Linked DNA regions of Mus musculus: regions 1 and 2 are each linked to region 3. Evidence: chromatin contacts called from public HiChIP or PLAC-seq and promoter capture Hi-C data. All regions are on one chromosome and are shown on one strand. The core of a region is the stretch at or near the end of the contact, and the rest is flanking DNA. Distances in the headings are between cores, read along the strand shown. Region 1 holds the start of Tcf7 (transcription factor 7, T cell specific). Region 2 overlaps Gm30217 (a long non-coding RNA gene). Region 3 holds the start of 9530068E07Rik (RIKEN cDNA 9530068E07 gene).

Region 1 (2,771 bases), core at 250-2,749, 110 kb before region 3:
ATGGCTCATGATGAATACAGCCGTGTCGCCAAGCCTGACACTGATTCACGTTGCTGACCCCTAACCAACACCCTGATCTGTCCTACATTTAGCAAACCTTTCCTTGTGTGTGCGAGAGCAGCCCAGCCCGCTCAAAACCTACACCATGTGGCATGGGTCCTCGGCAAGGACTTATACACGGCAGTCAGGACACAGTGGAACTGGGCAACGGAAAAGATTAGGTCTCTTACCCAGTCTTCTCACACCCGAGTTCCCTCGCTTCTCTGAAGGAAAAAAAAAAAAGCTAACCACAGAGCTCTAGCTCAGAGCATGCACATCACGCTAGGGAATGGCATGGGCTCAGCTCAAAAACGTTTTCAACCCCACCGTGGGCCAACACAGGCACCTGCTTGAGCAAGTTGGGAAGACAAAGGTCAAAAGCAAGTGAGAAAGACTGGAGCCGGGGCGCTCCTTCAGAGATCTCCTTTTGGGTCAGACTCCTCTGGATGTTAACTGGGCAAGAGCATCTAGGAATTGGGCAGAGAAGTCCTTTTTTGTCCAAGCATCACCTGTGTGGTCAAGTAGGTAGCCAGCCCCATTACAGGGCCTGACTGCTTCGGTCACTTACCAGCGGGGGTTGAGGCTGCGGATGCTGCCCTGCTCCGGAGGCCGGTGGGTAGGGCATGAGCAGATTGAAGGCAGAGTAGACAGTCTCTTTGTACATGCCACTGGCACACTCCGGGGCCTTCAGGCCTGGAAAAACCACAGCTGGGTCAGACACCAGCCCAGCCAGCTGCTCCTAAGGACTGAAGGCTGTCTGCTCCGGAGGGGGGTTAAAAAAAAAAAAAAAACCCTGCCAAGGGGTCCCCTTCAAGTTCGTGACTTGACAGGGAACAGCGACCTCCGAACGGGTGGAAATATCCGCAAAGGCAAGTTTTTGAGGAAAGACCCCCGAGTCCAGACCTCCACTTCGCGACCGGGACTTGACTCCCTACCCCACCCTCCTGCTTGGGAACCTTAGCCAAGGCTTGCTCCTCAAGGCAAAGGATTAGTCAGTCACCTGGGCTGGAGGGGAGGCGGAGATGGCGGGGGTCTGTTTACTCCTATAAAGGTCAGGGCACCGGAAGTGACTCCAGCTCAGCGGCGCCCGGGAAACCCGCCCCCCACACCCCCACCCCCGGTTCTAGCGCCTTCTTCCCCAGCCGCGCAAAAACTCACCGTCCTCTAGGGACTCTGGAAGTTTGTCCGGGAAAAGTCTCTGCGAAGTGTGCTCCCGTCCCAGGGCCTGCAGAGCGAAGCAGAGGGGCCATGAGGAGCGGAGGGAACAGGAGGGGCTCCAGAGATGGGACCCACGAGGACCGTGGCGCGGGGGGGCGGGTCCGCACGCTACCAACTCGGGACGAGGTCCTCCGGGGAGGAGCGGGCCGGGCTCACCTCGGGCGCTCCCTCGGCTTCTCCATGTACTCGGACGCCGGGACCCGGGACCCCGGCGCCTGCGGCCGCGCCTTCGGACTCATTCACCAGTGAGGACTTGAGCTCTGCCAGGTCCCGCTCCGGGCCCACAGCGCTGTCGCGATTCTTATCGTCCTGTTCCTCGCCTTCGTCTTGGAAGGCCAGCAGCTCGTCGGGCGCGCCGAGGTCGTCGCCTGCGCCCGCGCCGCCCCCGCCCGAGTCCAGCTGCGGCATGGTGCGCTGCGCCCGCCGGGGCGCCGGGTGCGGGGCGCGGAGCCGGCCGGGAAGGCGGCGAGCCCAGGGTGCGGGGCTCCGAGCCCGGAGCGCGGCGGGCGGAGCGCACGCTGACTCCGCCTGAGCGGCCAGTGGGCGCGGGGCGAGGGCGCGGGGCACAGCAGCTTTGGGAGCCGGCGGGTCGGAACATCAAAGGCACCGCGGGCAGCGAGCCGGGGGCGGGGCGGGCGCCGGGGCGGGGCCGCGGTGGGAGGGGCTAACGTCCCAGGCCCCGCCCTCCCCTCCCTGGAGAGACCGGGACAGGCCCACTGGGAATAATCTTAAAGGGCTCGCTCTCCAGCTATTCTCTAACCTGAAATCCATTACTAAACTCTGGAACTCCATTTCCTTAACTATCATACAGCCACAACTTGCGTCCAAGTTGCGGAGAAGGTGGTTCCTTAGACCGGTGGAACCTGTGGATGACTTGGAACCTTGGTGTGAACAGCGTCCTTTGCTCAATCTGGAGGCTTCTTACGTCCCCGGGATACTAGATGGACCCTGACACACACACACACACACACACACACACACACACACACACAAACACCTGCCCTTTTGATCATCCCTGTGCCGATTAGGGACCTTATTCCAGACAGCCTGCTTACATAGACACAAGCATTAGCGCCTCACACATTTATTGAGCTCCTGCCTGTTGTTGCATGTGCAAATCAAACACTATAAATATATGACATGTGGTGGCTCGAGGCGAGGAAGGATCGTGGCCACTCACGTGGTTTCTCCAGCCCGCTATGACTTTTTCAACTAAGTTCGACGCTTAGAACCTGCTGTCCAGGAACTGAGACTTCCGGCGGCCACATGGGTCACGAAATTCTCTCTTGGGGTCTTTAGGCAGCTGCTCAGTCTGGGAAGTTGCATCCGGAGCCCATTGACTCAGACGCTAGTTAAGGCCGCGTCTTCAGTGGCATCTCCTTGGCACCCAGCATCGAATTCACCACGACCGATCACTGTTTCTGTAAGACACTAGGCCCTTTGGATAGCCATGCAGTAAACTGAAGGTCGCACACCTCCGCCTCAAGAACGTTTCGGTGTTGGAGTCAATGTAG
Region 2 (2,875 bases), core at 307-2,806, 85 kb before region 3:
CTCCTCACCCAGGGCAGGACCAGCTGTGAAAGCTGTCACCAACTGAGCATGTGCAAAAGGTCCAGGGACTACCATGCCCAGCTAGGGATTCAGTGTCTTGGACATGTAACCCTCAAAGGAAGATGGTAGCTTCAGGCTGTTATTGACAGTAAGTAAAAGGGCCTGTGTGAAGATCAAAGCCTGAAGGAAGTAGGTGGTTCTCTGACAAAAACATAATATTTTTAGAAGTTCTCTGTGGGGTAGGATGTTTTGCCTCAGGCTGCTTGGTGGTGAAGGGATGCAGCTGGAGGTGCTCCCCACCCCGGAGGCTGTCATCTTGAGCTGAGGGGTCCTTGGGAAAGGGTTGACTGACAAGGGCTGGCTGGAGCTGGGAGGCTGAGGGTGGGAGGGGCATCCGCTTTTCCTAAAGGTCAGAGTACCCGCTTAGGCCAGTGTTGTTTTGGGTTGGGGGGGGGCCTTCAAGCCCCCACCCATCATGTAGCCCAGGCTGTTTTTTTTTGTTTGTTTGTTTTTTGTTTTTTTGTTTTTCGAGACAGGGTTTCTCTGTGTAGTCCTGGCTGTCCTGGAACTCATTCTGTAGACCAGGCTGGCCTCGAAATCTGCCTACCTCTGCCTCCCAAGTGCTAGGATTAAAGGCGTGCGCCACCACGCCCGGCTGCCCAGGCTGTTCTTGAGCTTGTTTTTATGGCTCTAACTCTGCAGGGCTGGGGTCTCCCCAGTGCTCCACCACATCCTACTGAGAAGATCGGAAGCTTGACCCACCTTCACCTCCTGCTGCACCTTCAACATACGCATCCCCCCTCCATCTTCTGAAGACCAGGGTCTGCAAACAGCAGCCAAGGAGAGCTATACATTCATTCTGTAATCAGGGATAATTGGTATGGTCTATAAGAAGGGAGAAGCCAAGATCCAGGGGGTAGAACATCAGTGGGTTGCTAAACCAAATGCCCAGAATATTCCATGAAGGATCGGAATAGCTCTTGGGAGCTGGGGAACCTCAGATAGTGGGACCCACCTTGGCCGGAGAACAAGAACGGAGGAAGGCAATGTTCATGCTCATAGAATGGGCGAGGTTTGAGGATGAAGCTTCAGGTCCTCCTTGCTGGTTTTTAGGATGCCTTGTCCTTAAAGATGCCTGGGAGAATTGAGTTGGGCCCTTCCTTTCATGCAAAAAGGAGCAGAGAGAGGACAGGTTGGGTCCCCTACCCTCCCTAGCTCTCTGCAGTATCTCTCCCTTATAATCAGTAAGCCTTTGCCTTAATGTTTATGCCACAATCCCAAGCAGGCAGGCTGGAGTGGCCAACTGTAATTTATATCATTTTGCATCTGGGCTACAGGCTCTAAAGACTCAGCCTCATGCAAATGGGAACCACATTGGAGAGCGGGGAGACCGAGCCGAGGCCGCATTAGGATATACTCGCAGGAAGCCACCTGTTTCTCGTTTGGGACGTGCCTTGGTTTGTTGTCCTCCCGTCCCAGTGCCCAGTGGTTTTTGGAGACGGCGGAGCAGCCATGTACATTTTCCTTGACTGGCATCCGGCACTGAGTCTGGGCGGAGCCACTTGCAAACCTCAGAATGCCCCATGCAGAACTCTGCAGAGGTCGTTGGGCACACTCTGCTCTGTGTTCTCATCGGTCTCCACAGAGAAAGCAGCCTCCTAGAGAAAGTAGAATGTGGTCAAACCTTAAAGTCTGTAGGAGGCCCCTGGCCCCTGGCTGGGGGCAGGGCCTTGAGGATCCTATATTCCCCAGTTCTCTTGAAACCCAAGAATAGATACACTGAGGTAGGCCAGGGAGCCAGCAATGCTGAAAATGAAGGGACTTAAGATCAGTTAGGTCTGCTGGCTCAGATTTGTAATCCTAGCAGTAAGGAGGCTGAGGCAGAAGGATTGCAGTGAGTTGAGGCCAGTCTGGGCTACATATAGTGAATTCAAAGTCAGCATAATATACTAAATGAGACTTAATCTCACAAAAGCAAAAGAAGGTATGGAGATACTGCCTATAATTCCAGAACCTGAGATAGGTAAGAGGGTCAGAAGTTTAATAGCAGGGCAAGGGACTGTTGGTAGCGTGCTTGCCTGGCATGCAGGAATCCCTGGGTTTGACTTCCCAGTACTGGGAGAGGTGGTATATACTGTAATCTGAGGTCTCAGGAAGGAGAGGCAGGGCAATCTTCAGACATATGTGGGGCCAGCCTGAGCTACATGACACTGTCTTCAAACAAACAAAAATGCTAAATAAGCAAATGTACAATGGCTGGGACAGCACACACAAGCACACACATGAGAGTGAGTGAGCACGCGCTCGTGCGCGCGCGCGCGCACACACACACACAGACACACATACACACACACACACACACACACACACACACATTCACCTTTTAGTATAAGTAAAATAACTTTTAAGGACACCGTCACAGGGGCTGGAGAGATGCCTCAGCCATTAAGAGCCCCGGCTGCTCTTCCAGAGGACCCCAGTTCTGTTCCCAGCAACCACATGCAGCTCACTATCTGATGCCTTCACAGAGTTATGCAGGCAGGCGAAACACCAGTGTACATAAAATAAAAATAAATAATTAAAATGAAAGAATGTGGTCATAATGGCGATCTTGAATGCGGGCCATGTGTGGGTCTGGGGCATTTCCAGGAGTAATCATGCTTGCTTTCTGTTAGTTCATTAGTTTGTTTGCTAGGGTTTTGTTTTTTAAATAATATAATGTTTTTATTCATTCTTCAGACATGTCATGTAAGGTATCTTGATTATATTTACCTCCTTCTTCCTCCCAGCTCTTCTCAGACGCCCCTCCTCCATACCCACTCTGCTCTGTCTCCCTCCCCCCTATCCCACCCAGAACAGACTATCTCACAACAAC
Region 3 (2,841 bases), core at 44-2,543:
TGTCTCTAGCTGCATATGTAGCATAAGATGGCCTAGTCGGCTCGGCCATCATTGGGAAGAGAGGCCCCTTGGTCTTGCAAACTTTATATGCCTCAGTACAGGGGAACGCCAGGGCCAAGAAGTGGGAGTGGGTGGGTAGGGGAGTGGGGGGGGATATGGGGGACTTTTGGGATAGCATTTGAAATGTAAATGAAGAAAATACCTAATTAAAAAATAAAATTAAAAAAAAAAGGAATTTTGAGGCCAGCCTGGGCCACTTGAGATCTTGTTTCAAAACCAAAACCAAAAGGGTGCTGGAGAAATTATTCAACAGTTTAGAGCAATTGTGCTTGTAGAGGACCAGGGTGTGGTTCCCAGGAGCCACATGGGGTGGCTCATAATCACAGCAACCTCCAGCTCCAGGGGAGTAGACGCCCTCTTCTGGCACTGGAGGGCATTTGAACTTACACACAATTTTACTCTTTCTTTATTGTTTCTTTAATGCTTATTTTATCATTATTATTTTTTGAGACAGGGTTTCTCTGTGTAGCCCTGGCTGTTCTATAATCGCTTTGTAGACCAGGCTGGACTCGAATTCACTTAGATTTACCTGCTTCTGCGTCCTGAGTGCTGAAACTAAAGATATGCACTATCACACCTGGCTAGTTTTAATTCAGAAATGATTGCTTGCATATATGTTTGTGTACCCCATATGCCTAATGCCTGTGGAGATCAAAAGAGGTCTTATAGTCAGATCCCCTGGAACTGGAGTTAGAGGTGGCTGTGAGCTGTTTAATCTGAGTGCTGGGAACCAAACCCAGTCCTTTGCAAGAGTAGCAAATGCTCTCAACAGCTGAACATTCTCTCCAGCTCCATATATATATATATAATCTTTCTTAAGTGTATTAAACTTGTGTGTAGTTGTTTTACTTATGAGTTTCTGCATCAGTTATACGTCTAGTGTTTGAGGATGCCTAAAGAGGGCACCGTATACCCTGGGACAGATGGGTGTGAGTCCTCACATACAGGGGTGCTTGGAATCGAACCCAGGAGCTCTGGGGGAATCAGCCAGTGCTCTTAAGCGATGACCCCTGAAATACATCTCAAAGATGACAACGATAAACCACAGAGCAAAACAAAAAACCACCAGTTGAAAATAAATCCGTCCCATTCGCCTTTTTTTTTTTTTTTTTTTTTAAGCACCCTTTTCTACACTCCCACGCTAACCTTTCGGGTTCAGAGATGCAACGTCATCACGCCGGGACGTAGCTGCTTCGGGAGTGCGCTTCGGACGCGTATCTGACGTCACCTCGCAGAACCTAGCAACAGCGCAGGCTCGGGGGCCGAGTCCGTTATGGCCGCCTCCGCCCTGGGCAGAATGTGCGGGGCTGCACGAGAGAAGCTGTCTCCCGGGCCGGGCGCCCGGGGCCTCGGGGCTCTGGCGCGATCTCTGGTGCTGGCGTTGCTGCTCGTGCCCGTCCTGTGCTCTGGTAATGAACGCAGGGAGACGGCGAGGGACCGGGTCGGGCCCGACGGGGACGGAGCGCCGCCGACTCACGGTGGTTCCCACCGGCCGAGTTCCCGCGCCCAGGGCTGGGCCCGAGTTGGGAAGCGCTCCCAGTGCGGTCTCCCCAGGCCTGAGAAGTGGGGTTGTGAGATTCAGAGACCCGAGTAGGTGGGCGGGGACGGGAAGTCCCCGTGTCGTGGACGGAGTCTCTGAGAATACACTCCCTGGAGGAAGGGCGCTCGGTGTGGAGGGGGGAGGTCCCCAAAATGGGGAGTACAGAGATCTCGCAGACTGGATAGGAAACAGGCCGAAGAGATAGTCGGAGTTGGGGAGAGTGATGTTAAGAGAGATGCTTGAGGTTAGAGGGACAAGCAAGGCTAGGCAAGTTTTTGTTTTGTTTTCCCCTTCGAAATGGTGAGGTCAGAGATAAAGATAGGGACAGCGACCCAGTGTTGGGACTGAATTGATTGACTGTTCCAGAGTGGAAGAGGGGAGGAGCTGTTTGTGGATTCCATCTCTGAGGTCTGAGAAGTTCTGGGGCTTTTGGTGTAGAGGCAGAGTCCGGGGACGCTGACCGGCTGAGGGCCTTGGAGGAGGAGTAGAGTTTAGAAACAAAGGGAGAGAGCGTGTCTGCGGCAGATGCCCTTCCTTGAGCTGAGGTTTTACCGAACGCCCTCTCGCCTCATTTGAGAAAAACTTTCTTTTCTTGCAGATGCTATAGCATAAATCAGGATATTAAAGCCGTTCTTGAAAGTGAAATCTGTAAACCGAGGCAGAGATTTAGCAGGAGAAACTGAGCATTGTTGAGTAGTCATATTTTTCTTTCTGTCCAGCGTGCAATCATTTTCTCCCCAAGTCTTTATTGATTTTTTTTTTCAGATGAAAACTTAATGTGAACTGGGGCTGACTTCCTTCTTTGCCCAGGGAGACTCTCCAGCCAATCACCCGTCCCTTTATTACAGTGCTGGGTTGCATACATAGTTTCCTTCCTCAGCAGCACTGAAAGCAGGCAGCTGACTGCCCTAACTGGAGGGTTTTGGAGTCTGTGGGAGGAAAGACTAGGTTTTCCAAGGCTCTTATATCTTGGGTAGAATGTAATGAGGATTTCCCTGGTGGATGCAGACATAATTTTGATCTTTAATCATCTAGAGCAACAGTCTGTAACTGCATCTTTAGGAGTAATCTGACACCTGTGGCTTCTTTGGGTACTGCACCTAAGTTTGTGTCTCACACACACACACACACACACACACACACACATTCTCTCTCTTTCTCTCTAAATGTTACCTTTATTTATTTATTTGAGACACGGTTTCTCTGTGTAGCCCTGCCTGTCTTGGAACTCACTCTGTAGA

What was found. HiChIP or PLAC-seq counts read pairs in DNA pulled down with a chosen protein or histone mark. Capture Hi-C pulls out chosen DNA fragments and counts their contacts.
Region 1: a promoter capture Hi-C map of pancreatic islet shows a contact between it and region 3. The contact joins the promoter of Tcf7 here to the promoter of 9530068E07Rik in region 3. A contact is called at or near these places in 2 of 484 Hi-C or Micro-C datasets (both in embryonic stem cells), 3 of 115 datasets of contacts at active chromatin or transcription factors (the SCID.adh cell line and embryonic stem cells) and 3 of 9 other capture datasets (adipose tissue, liver and pancreatic islet).
Region 2: a contact with region 3 is called in an H3K27ac HiChIP or PLAC-seq map of double positive thymocytes, with 9 read pairs. The contact joins the enhancer-like site here to the promoter of 9530068E07Rik in region 3. A contact is called at or near these places in 3 of 115 datasets of contacts at active chromatin or transcription factors (double positive thymocytes and embryonic stem cells) and 2 of 9 other capture datasets (adipose tissue and liver).

The regions. Positions count from the first base shown.
Region 1 is chr11:52,281,515-52,284,285 of GRCm38.p6, forward strand. It overlaps Tcf7 (transcription factor 7, T cell specific), which reads right to left and starts at 1,500. Exons shown (of 11, transcript NM_001313981.1): 1 at 1,414-1,500; 2 at 1,198-1,264; 3 at 608-732. The coding sequence starts at 703.
Region 2 is chr11:52,309,420-52,312,294 of GRCm38.p6, forward strand. All of the region lies in intron 2 of Gm30217 (a long non-coding RNA gene), which reads left to right. Among named protein-coding and RNA genes, the nearest start is that of Gm30217, 3.4 kb to the left of the region's middle. Within about 2 kb of position 1,557, at least 25 of the 459 cell types and tissues checked have an H3K27ac peak or open chromatin away from gene starts, as enhancers often do. A contact at or near this core is called in double positive thymocytes, where this site is marked.
Region 3 is chr11:52,395,135-52,397,975 of GRCm38.p6, forward strand. It overlaps 9530068E07Rik (RIKEN cDNA 9530068E07 gene), which reads left to right and starts at 1,294. Exons shown (of 3, transcript NM_153117.2): 1 at 1,294-1,469. The coding sequence starts at 1,334.